Regions from separate parts of the Sus scrofa genome. Here all the other regions are linked to region 1. The links are chromatin contacts, called in public Hi-C and HiChIP or PLAC-seq maps. All regions are on one chromosome and are shown on one strand. The core of a region is the stretch at or near the end of the contact, and the rest is flanking DNA. Distances in the headings are between cores, read along the strand shown.

The links. A called contact is a pair of places that touch in the nucleus more often than the background predicts. HiChIP or PLAC-seq counts read pairs in DNA pulled down with a chosen protein or histone mark.
Region 2: an H3K27ac HiChIP or PLAC-seq map of alveolar macrophages shows a contact between it and region 1. The contact joins the promoter of RNF166 here to the promoter of ZC3H18 in region 1. A contact is called at or near these places in 1 of 5 promoter capture datasets (liver), 3 of 47 Hi-C or Micro-C datasets (heart right ventricle and skeletal muscle) and 2 of 2 datasets of contacts at active chromatin or transcription factors (alveolar macrophages and skeletal muscle).
Region 3: a Hi-C map of liver shows a contact between it and region 1, with 4 times the contacts expected there. The contact joins the promoter of MVD here to the promoter of ZC3H18 in region 1. A contact is called at or near these places in 5 of 47 Hi-C or Micro-C datasets (fetal heart ventricle, heart right ventricle, liver and 1 more) and 2 of 2 datasets of contacts at active chromatin or transcription factors (alveolar macrophages and skeletal muscle).

Annotation. Positions count from the first base shown.
Region 1 is chr6:1,080,073-1,083,060 of Sscrofa11.1, forward strand. It overlaps ZC3H18 (zinc finger CCCH domain-containing protein 18), which reads right to left and starts at 1,469. Exons shown (of 18, transcript XM_021093665.1): 1 at 1,273-1,469.
Region 2 is chr6:975,494-978,481 of Sscrofa11.1, forward strand. RNF166 (RING finger protein 166) reads left to right here and starts at 1,464. Exons shown (of 6, transcript XM_021093662.1): 1 at 1,464-1,719. The coding sequence starts at 1,565. It overlaps CTU2 (cytoplasmic tRNA 2-thiolation protein 2), which reads right to left and starts at 1,388. Exons shown (of 16, transcript XM_021093659.1): 1 at 1,224-1,388; 2 at 532-606. The coding sequence starts at 1,288.
Region 3 is chr6:1,006,665-1,009,652 of Sscrofa11.1, forward strand. It overlaps MVD (diphosphomevalonate decarboxylase), which reads left to right and starts at 1,442. Exons shown (of 10, transcript XM_021093666.1): 1 at 1,442-1,589. The coding sequence starts at 1,520.

The DNA of each region.
Region 1 (2,988 bases), core at 219-2,718:
GGCCCAAGAAATAGCAAAAAAAAAAAAAAGACAAAAAGAAAATGCAGAATCATAACTTCATAGACTTAAAACATCCAAAGGAAGGATGTGTGGGTTGGTGACAGACACTGTCCCCAACCTGACCAAGCCTGACCCCAAATGACCCCTCAGGGAGGATGCACTCACTCACCTCGAGATGATCAGTGAAAAAGGAAAAAAAAAACAAACCCAAAAACTCTTCTGCTCTCGGGAACGATTCCACAAAGTTTTCATAAAATGTTTCACCATCTCCCACCTCAAATTGGAGAGGCTGAGGGGTTTTAACCTCTGGGACACATCTGAATGGTTTCAGAGCTGGCTGGGCTCCACACATGTGTTCAGACTGTAAAATCACTAGGAAAAGACTTCCTGTTGGGGAAATGGGAATCAGCCCAGGTCCAGACTCACCCTGAGAATCCCAATCTCCGCTCTGGGAAAGGACCACTCCAAAGGCAACGTGAAGATGAGAAACCAAGAGAGCCACTGCTGTGCCCCCAAAAGCCCTCTCCTTCCATTCTCCCCAAAGAGATCCGAAGGCTGATCTACTCTAACAGATGGAGCTGAACAGCTCACTTAAGATAATCGACCATTCTACCTGGCCAACTCAGCTGTCGTAAGAATTCAGGAAAACTTGAAGTTTTCGCAGGAGCAAAGCCGGAAGTCTTAAAGTCTGACGTCCCCCCAGCAATGACCCGGCATCCTTTGGGCTCCTTACCAAAGGAAAGGAAGTTTACTCCAAAGAGTGGCGCGCATCTTGGGGCGCAGCGCATAGGTCCAACCTGTGCCACCGGGAAGCCGAGGGGGCAAGTTCCAAGAGGCTCGAGAGAGTTCAAAGCTCCTGAAGAGCCCATCCCCAGTCCGGAGGGTGAGCCTGCGTGCCTCCTTCCGCCGCCCCCTCCCCCGGTCTTTGTAGGCGGCAAACACTGCCACGCGGATGTCCCGGAAGAGAAATGACAGCTTCGGGAGATCAACTCCACGGCGGGCGCGGAGGCAGCCGCCGTGCGCTCGGGCTAAAGGGTTCCAGGGTCCCCGGCCGGCTCGCAGCGAAAGGAGCGCAGGATCGTGCCTGAGTCAACGTCCTCTTCCTGGGGCTCGAGAACCACGCTTCGGCCGCGGGCAGCCTGGAGCGCTCCCCGGAGGCGGAGGCGGCGGGGCTCCCCGGCCTCCGCTCCGCGCCGCCGCCACGCTCCCCGCCCGGCCGCCTCGGCCTCCTCCTTCTACCCGCCCCGCCTCCGTGGTGGCGCCACCACTTACCTTACGAGAGCAGGGAGGGGGGGCCACGGCTCCGCGGAGGTCGGGGCGGCGTGGGGAAGTCGTCCCTCGACCCTTCCGCTCCTCACAGGCTCCGGCTTGAGGCGCGACGCGGGCGGAACAAACGGGCTCCACTACCCGCGGGGGCCGGCCATTGTGCGACGTCATCAGGCCGCGACGGTTGTCCTGCGGGCCGGGCGGGCTTACCTCTCTTGCCCCGCCCTCCGCCCGCTTCCTTCCGGCCTCCGCGCAGCTGCCTCCTCGCAGCCCCGCCCCCGCGGCGCGCGCCCGCCTGAACCCGACAGGACGCAGGCGCGGCCGAGGCCCCGCCTCCCGGGCGGGTCTCAGGACGCGCGCGCCGGCCGTCGTGCGGCTGGGAGAGCTTCCCGGGCCTCCGGGTCACGTGACGCGTGAGCGCCGGCGGGTTCCCGCCCCGCTGTGCGAGCTGCGCGCGGAGATGGGTCCCGGGGAGGTGGGGCGAAGAACTTACCTGCCCCCTTCCGGGTGGGGAGCTTCCGCGCAGGGGGGCTGCGCACCCAATCCAAAGTTAGTCCTTTCAGGGAAATGAGTTTATTTTATTTTTAATCTTTTCAGGGCGCACCCGCGGCTTATGGAAGTTCCCAGTCTAGGGGTCAAATCGGAACTGTAGCTGCCGGGCTACACCACAGCCACAGGAACGAGGGGGCAGAGCCGTGTCTGCGACCTGTAGCACAGTTCACTGCAGTGCCAGATCCTTAACCCACTGAGCGAGGCCAGGGATCGAACCTGCTTCCTCAGGAATGCTAGTCAGATTCCTTTCTGCTGAACCACGACGGGAACTCCAGGAAATGAGTTTAAATAACGAAGATTAAACTTTTTAAACTGTTTTGGGGGGATTAAATCCCCCCTTCCGTTAGATAGAATCAGTTCAAAACAAAATGATCATTTTCGAGATAGCGAGTTAAAATGTCAAAGCCTAGGAGTTCCCGTGGTGGCACAGCGGAAATGAATCTGACTAGGAACCATGAGGTTGGGGGTTTGATCCCCGGCTTCGCTCAGTGGGTTTACGATCCGGTGTTGCCGTGAGCTGTGGTGCAGGTCACAGACGCGGCTCGGATCTGGCTTGCTGTGGCTGTGTCGTAGGCGGCAGCTGTAGCTCGGATTAGATCCCTAGCCTGGGAACCTCCATCCTGAGGGTGTGGCCCTAAAAAAAAAAAAAAAGTCAAAGCTGAAACATTTGAAACTATTTCTGTGTAACTAAATAGCTATTGCTTTATCAAATATAACTGATCCAACACAAAACAATCATTTTTGAGATACTGAGTTTAAATGTCAAAGCTTAAACTTTTTAACTATTCCCAATGTTGTTTAAAGAGAAACAGCTCTGATTAGACCCCTAGCCTGGGAATTTCCATATGCCTTGGGAGTAGCCGTAAAAAGACAAAAGACAAAAAAATAAAAAATAAAAAAAATTTTTTTAAATTAAAAAAATGAAAACAACAGCCCCAAAATGGAGTCACTTATGCTAAGCCTAACCAGACTTCATGACTAATCTAATTGAAATTTCAGCCCCTCCCAGGAGTGGAAATTTAAATCCTTTAGTCTGGAGCTTTCTGGTCAGCACTAGGGAGTAATCTGCCTAAGACCCCTTGCCTCCCCCTAAAGGAGGGTGACCTGGCCTGAAGTAATCCAGCCTTTTAATGTCGTTGTACCTATAAAAGCCTCCATCCTGTACAGCCT
Region 2 (2,988 bases), core at 214-2,713, 100 kb before region 1:
CAAACACCTGGAGGGTTTTCATTCCAGGGTTATGTGAGGGACCACAAAGGGCTTCAGATAAAACAGAACACGCTCAGGCCTCTCTGGGACTAAGGCTCCCCTCTGCCCAAAGCCTCAGAGCTGGAGGAAGAGACTAGAGCCCTCCTTCCATCCTCCCTGTCTCACAAGTAAAGCAAGCATCATCCAGAACACCTGCCAAAGATCCCAGGCTGCTCTCATCTGCCCTAGATGTGTTCCTGCTGCCGGGATGGCGCTTCCCCCCTACCCCGCAGCACCTGCATTCCCAACTCTCCCCATAAGCTCCATCAATACCTTCCTGCCACCTGATCCACGGCTGGATAATGGAGAAAACAGATCCTGACCCATGGAGAACGGTACTCACATCAGGAACCAACACCTACACACACACCCATCCCCCACTCCCCAGTCCCGGAACGTACGAACGAAAAGGAAAGGGACAAAAGGCTTTCCAATGCCGAGAAATTAAGCCAGAGATGCGGGGGCAGCCCTGGCTGCTGAGTGAGGGCTCACCTGCAGAAGGCATCTCCTGCTCGGATCACCACGACAGGCAGGCCTTCCTTGCACTTCACACACTTCTGCTCACGGCTTTGGAAAGGGGAAGAAAAAACAGGAAAGCAAATTACACCTCCTCCCAAGGGCATCAGGGAGATGGGAGCCTGCTTCTTACCCCAAGCTGCCGTGCGAGAGATCAAATGGGGGTTATACCCCAGGAAACAGGGCTTTTGTCTTATCCTAACTACCACTCTGAGGAAAGGCCAGGGACCGAAGGGGATTTTAGTCTGCTAAAGCCGGTTCAGTGGCCTCTTAACGGCCACCTCTCAGTCTCTCAGGGGCTGGCAGAAGAGAGACAACTTCCGTGCGGCCCAGAAGGGAGAAGTGGAGTCAGTGGGTGGAAGAGAAAGGGGCTCCGACTTTCCTGAGTAAGGGGAGCGGCGAAGCCGCCCTACTGGCTGCAAGAATTAAAGGTGGGAGAGCGCAGAGCGAGCTTCTCCCTGCAGTGCTCAGCGCCGGCCCGCCAGGCACTCCCGCGGTGCTGCGGTGGGAGATTCGGCCCCCGACGGAGGCCCCCCGACGCCCAAGGCCCGCCCTCGGCGGACGCCGGGATTCCCGGAGCGCAGCCCCCGTGACTGACCACAAAGCGCGGGTCCGCCCACGGGGCAAGAGCTCGCCGCCGGCCGGAGGGGAAGCCGCCCAACTCTTACCCGGGCCGTGAAGGCTGCAGGCCCTCGGGCGAGGGCTCCCCGTAGTCCTCGTCCACCTCGCACATGGCTTCGCCAAGTCGCTCCTTAAACCGCAGCGGCGAGGCGCGCTCCGACTACGTCACCGCGGCGCGGGCGCGGCTGTGACGTCCAGGGGGGCGGGGTGGCCGCTGGCGTTCTCTATGACGTCACCGAGACGCCAGCGCGACTGTGACGCGAGGGTCTGGGACGGGCGCTCCCTGTGACGTCAGCTCGGCGCCGTCGCGGCTGTGACGCGCTGGCCGGGCCGGGCAGGGCCGGGACAGGGGCGGCGGCGGCGGCGGCGGCGGCGGGCCGGCCCCGGGATGGCGATGTTCCGCAGCCTGGTGGCGTCCGCTCAGCAGCGGCAGCCACCGGGCGGGCCTGCGGGCGGCGACAGCGGTTTGGAAGCGCAGTACAGCTGCCCCATCTGCCTAGAGGTCTACCACCGGCCCGTGGCCATCGGCAGCTGCGGCCACACGTGAGTGCGCCGGCCTTCAGGAGGCCGCGGGGTCGGGCACCGCCGCGGGCAGGGCCCTGCAGCCGCCCTGGCACAGCCCCGGCGCGCGGAGAACTTAGGGGGCGGGAGGGCGCGGGGCCCCTGGGGCAGAGCCGTTTCTGCCCTTTGGGGCGCGTTCATCCGCCTCAGCCCAGCCTCCTGCCCGCCCGCCCTGGGCTCTCGACCCGACCCCTCCGTTGTCAGACCGGGCCGACCAGCAGCCCTGCCCGGTGTCGGGTGCCCCGGGGGCCGCTGACGGCCTCGGCAGGCCTCCCTGGGGACTCAGAGCGCAGCAGGCGCGAACTCTGCGCCGGTCGCCTTCGATCTGGTCCCGTGGAGACCGGGGTGGACAGTTGTAAATAAATGTCTTGTAGCTTTTGCTGTCAACTCTTTTTCGGACCCGCTGTCTGCCTGTCTTGACTGCAGAGGAGAGGAGTTCCCTAAAGTTGGGGCATAGGCTTGTTTGGAGTCTGATGCTGTTTTGTTTTGATGGAGAACTTGGGTCTCATCCATCACTGACCAGCCATGCAGGCTGGCCCCCAGGAGACCAGGTGCCACACACCTTGTTAAAGGTTTCCAGCTGTGCCAGGACCCGGTGGTTTCAGGAACGGAAACCTGAGCATGCGGCTCTCCTTCCCGATGAGCACCGCACTCCAGTCTTCTGGGAGCTGCCAGCCTGGCTGGGAGGGGGCCGAGATCAGAGTGCCTGCTCTCCAGCTCTCCTGAGCTCTGAATAATACAGCTCTTGAGTGAAATTAGCAGGGTGGGGAGAGGGGGCAGGAGGGCCCGGCTGCCAGCAGAGCTGCTGAAGAGGTGGGGCCAAGTGCACCCAGGCTGGTAGGAGGCCCTAGCACATTTTGCAAACAAAGCCAGCTAACCTGGAAGGAGCTGGACCTGCTGAGTGTGTGCTGCTCATCACCCAGGGAGGTGGCATCCATGGTGTCAGGAGCTGGGAAGCCTGCACACGCAGACACGCACACACATACACAGCATGCGCATGGCAGGACAGGCACCTGCTCACACCCAGGGAGCCCTGCGGGCTTGTCCTGAAGGTGCACTGTGTGTCCCTTCTCCAGGCCGTTTGTGAGGTGTTGGCGGGGCGGCCTCTGCGCAGAGCTTCCTTCTTGTAAGCACACACTCGTGGGTGTTGTAAGCTCTGCTCGGCATCTTTCAGCCCGTCCCTGAGGGAACTGCAGGGCTGTCCCGGGGCCTAATTTTAGAAAGCCTTTCCTAGGCTTCAGTTGGTTTCAA
Region 3 (2,988 bases), core at 192-2,691, 73 kb before region 1:
TGGCTGCCTGATGGGAGGGGGAGGGAGTGGGAGGGATCGGGAGCTTGGGCTTATCAGACACAACTTAGAATAGATGTACAAGGAGATCCTGCTGAATAGCATTGAAAACTATGTCTAGATACTCATGTTGCAACAGAAGAAAGGGTGGGGGAAAAAATGTAATTGTAATGTATACATGTAAGGATAACCTGACCCCCTTGCTGTACAGTGGGAAAATTAAAAAAAAATATTTTAAAAAAAATTAAAAAAAAAAACACACTTAAAAAAAAAAAAAAGAAAGAAAGAAAAGATTACACAGAAACTTCCAGGAACAAAGCTGGTGGCTGAGCCCAGAGTGGGAAGCTATGTTGGGTTCTCCTACCTCGACTGAAATCTGAACTATTTTAAAGCCAAAAATAAATTTTTATAAAGAAGTGGAAAACAGAGTTCTCTCTTTAACGAATAGAGTTTCACTGAAATTCTAAAGGTCTGGTGTGGAGGGTGGTGATGGTGACGGAACAATGAGGCGGGAACTTAGCGCTACAACCATATGCCTAAAAGTGGTTAAAGGGGTGCATTTTATACCAATAAAAGAGTCAATATAAACGTGGCAATCCATTTCAACCGTGAAAATACAATGCTGGCTGGACTGGCATCCAAGAGGATGACGGTTCGATCCCTGGCCTCGATCAGTGGGTTAAGGATCCGGCGTTGCCGTGAGCTGTGGTGTAGATCGCAGATGAGGCTCGGACCCCGCGTTGCTGGAGCTGTGGTCTAGACCGACAGCTACAGCTCCGATTAGACCCCTAGCCTGGGAACCTCCATATGCGGCAGGTGCGGCCCTACGAGGACAGAAATAAAAAATGTTAAAAAAAAAAGCTTGCTTACACGGAGTTTAATAACAGGGCAGTGGGGTTTGAAAGCACCGACTTCCGATGCAGTTTAACCTGCAACCCAAGCACTGGTGGGAGGGATCTGTGGGGACCTCGGACGGCGGGCCCCCTTTCTGGAGTCTCCGTCCGGAACTTCCAGGGTGTCAGGCCTCCCGACCCGGCTCAACACGCCAGCGCGGACGACCGCCTCCTCCCTCAGCCCCGGGCCCCAGGGCCCAGAACGCCCACCGCGACCTCCCTCCCCCCCTCCCTCCGGAGCCTCGCTCAGCCCCGACGTCGGCACGTTCCCGGGAAGGCAGCCGCCACGCGCTTGCGCAAAGGCGGCGCCTGCGCGGACCCCGCTTCAGGGCCCACCAACCCCCGCGCCTGCGCAGAGCCGCAGCGTGTCTGCGGGCCAGCGGGGGCGGGCTCAGCGTCGGCTGCCCATCGTCCGATCCCGCTCATTGGCTGAGAGATGGAGTGTGTGCCAGACCCGCCGCTGATGGGGCGGCAGGCGAACAGGTGGGGCCGCGCAGGCCAATCGCGGAGCCGGCTGCAGCGCCGGCCAATCGCGGAGCCGGCTGCAGCGCCGGCCAATCGCGGAGCCGGCTGCAGCGTCGGTCAGGGAGGCCGGCGGCGGACGGCCGGGGTCGCGCAGGTCTTCGGAGATGGCCTCGGAGCAGCAGCCCGTAGTGGTGACCTGCACCGCGCCGGTCAACATCGCGGTCATCAAGTACTGTGAGTGCGCGGGCCCGGGGCCGCGGGGGCCCTGCGGGCGGGGAAACTGAGGATTGGAGGGGCGGATTTGGACGGAGGACCGGGTCCTCCGCCCGCGGGACAGGCGGGCTGGGCTCTTGTGCGGACGTGGTTGTAGGTTCGCGTGCAGGTGTGAGGACTCTCCGTCCCGCCCTCCACCCGGCCTGCGGTGCGGCTCGCGGAGCTCGGCACCATCTGCAGGCGGGACACCGGGGGACACGGTCCCTACAGGACGTCCATCCCCGTGGGGGCCGCAGGGCTTGGCGCTCACGGTCACGCCCACGCTACCTCCGCCTGCTCTCGGTGTCTGTCTTGTTCTGGTCTCAAGAATGTGCCAGGGATCGGCTCCACTGACTCGCTCCTTTTTGGCGAGTCCCCGGGTGGATCTTCGACTCAGTACTTCTCTCCTGTCCTCTTCCCAGCGCGGAGGGGCCATAGTTTGCCTGGCCATATGCCTTTTCCAGGGAGCTGGGCGGTTTCCGACTTGAATCAGGAATAAAGCTGCTGTAAGTTTTTGAGTACAGGTTTTGTGTGAACGTAAGCTTTCAATCTGGTGGATAAACGCCCGGAGGACAGCTGCTGGGCCACAGAGTGGGTGCATGCTTGGTTTTTTCCAAGTTTCCCCACGTTTGTGCCATTTTTCATTCCCACCACCAACGTTTAATGTGCGTGTGATCCAGTTTTTCAGCATGTGGTGTTGTCACCAGCTTTTATTTTAGCCATTCTGATAGGTATGTGGCTTTTTAACCACTGAGTTTTGAATTCTTATTCTAGATAGTAATCCCTGCTGGAAGTGTGGTTTGCAAATACTTTCTCCCACCGTGTAGCTTCTTGTCTTTTCATCCGAACAGGGTCTTTCAAAGGGCCAGAGTTGTTAGGTTTCGGTGGGGCCCAGCGCGGCAGCTTCTCCACCCTTAGAGTGGCTTTTGGTATCAAGTCTGAGCCCTCTTTCCTAGTCCTCCATCCTGAAGCGTCTACTGCGTTCTTTCCTAGCAGGTTCAGTGGGTTTTTTTCAAATTGATGTCTGTGATCCATTTTGAGTGATGTTTTTGCACGAGGTCTGAGACAGGGGTCTCGGCTCTGCTTGGCTAGGGGTGCCCAAGCAGCCTTGGAAGAGGCCAAGCTTCCTCTGCCGAACCGCTTTTGCACTTTTATCAGTTGGGCGGTTTATGCGGGTCTTTCTGGGCTCTCCTGGATTAACCTGCCAGGATCCGTCTTCTGCCCACCACCCCAGAGGTCCCCTGCCTGAGCATGAGTTTAAATTTCAGTTTTTGGAAGGTTTACTTTTTTTTTGGTCTCTTTTCTTAGAGCTGCACCCGTAGCATATGGAGGCTCCCGTACCAGGGGTTGATTCAGAGCTGTAGCCACCAGCCTACGCCAC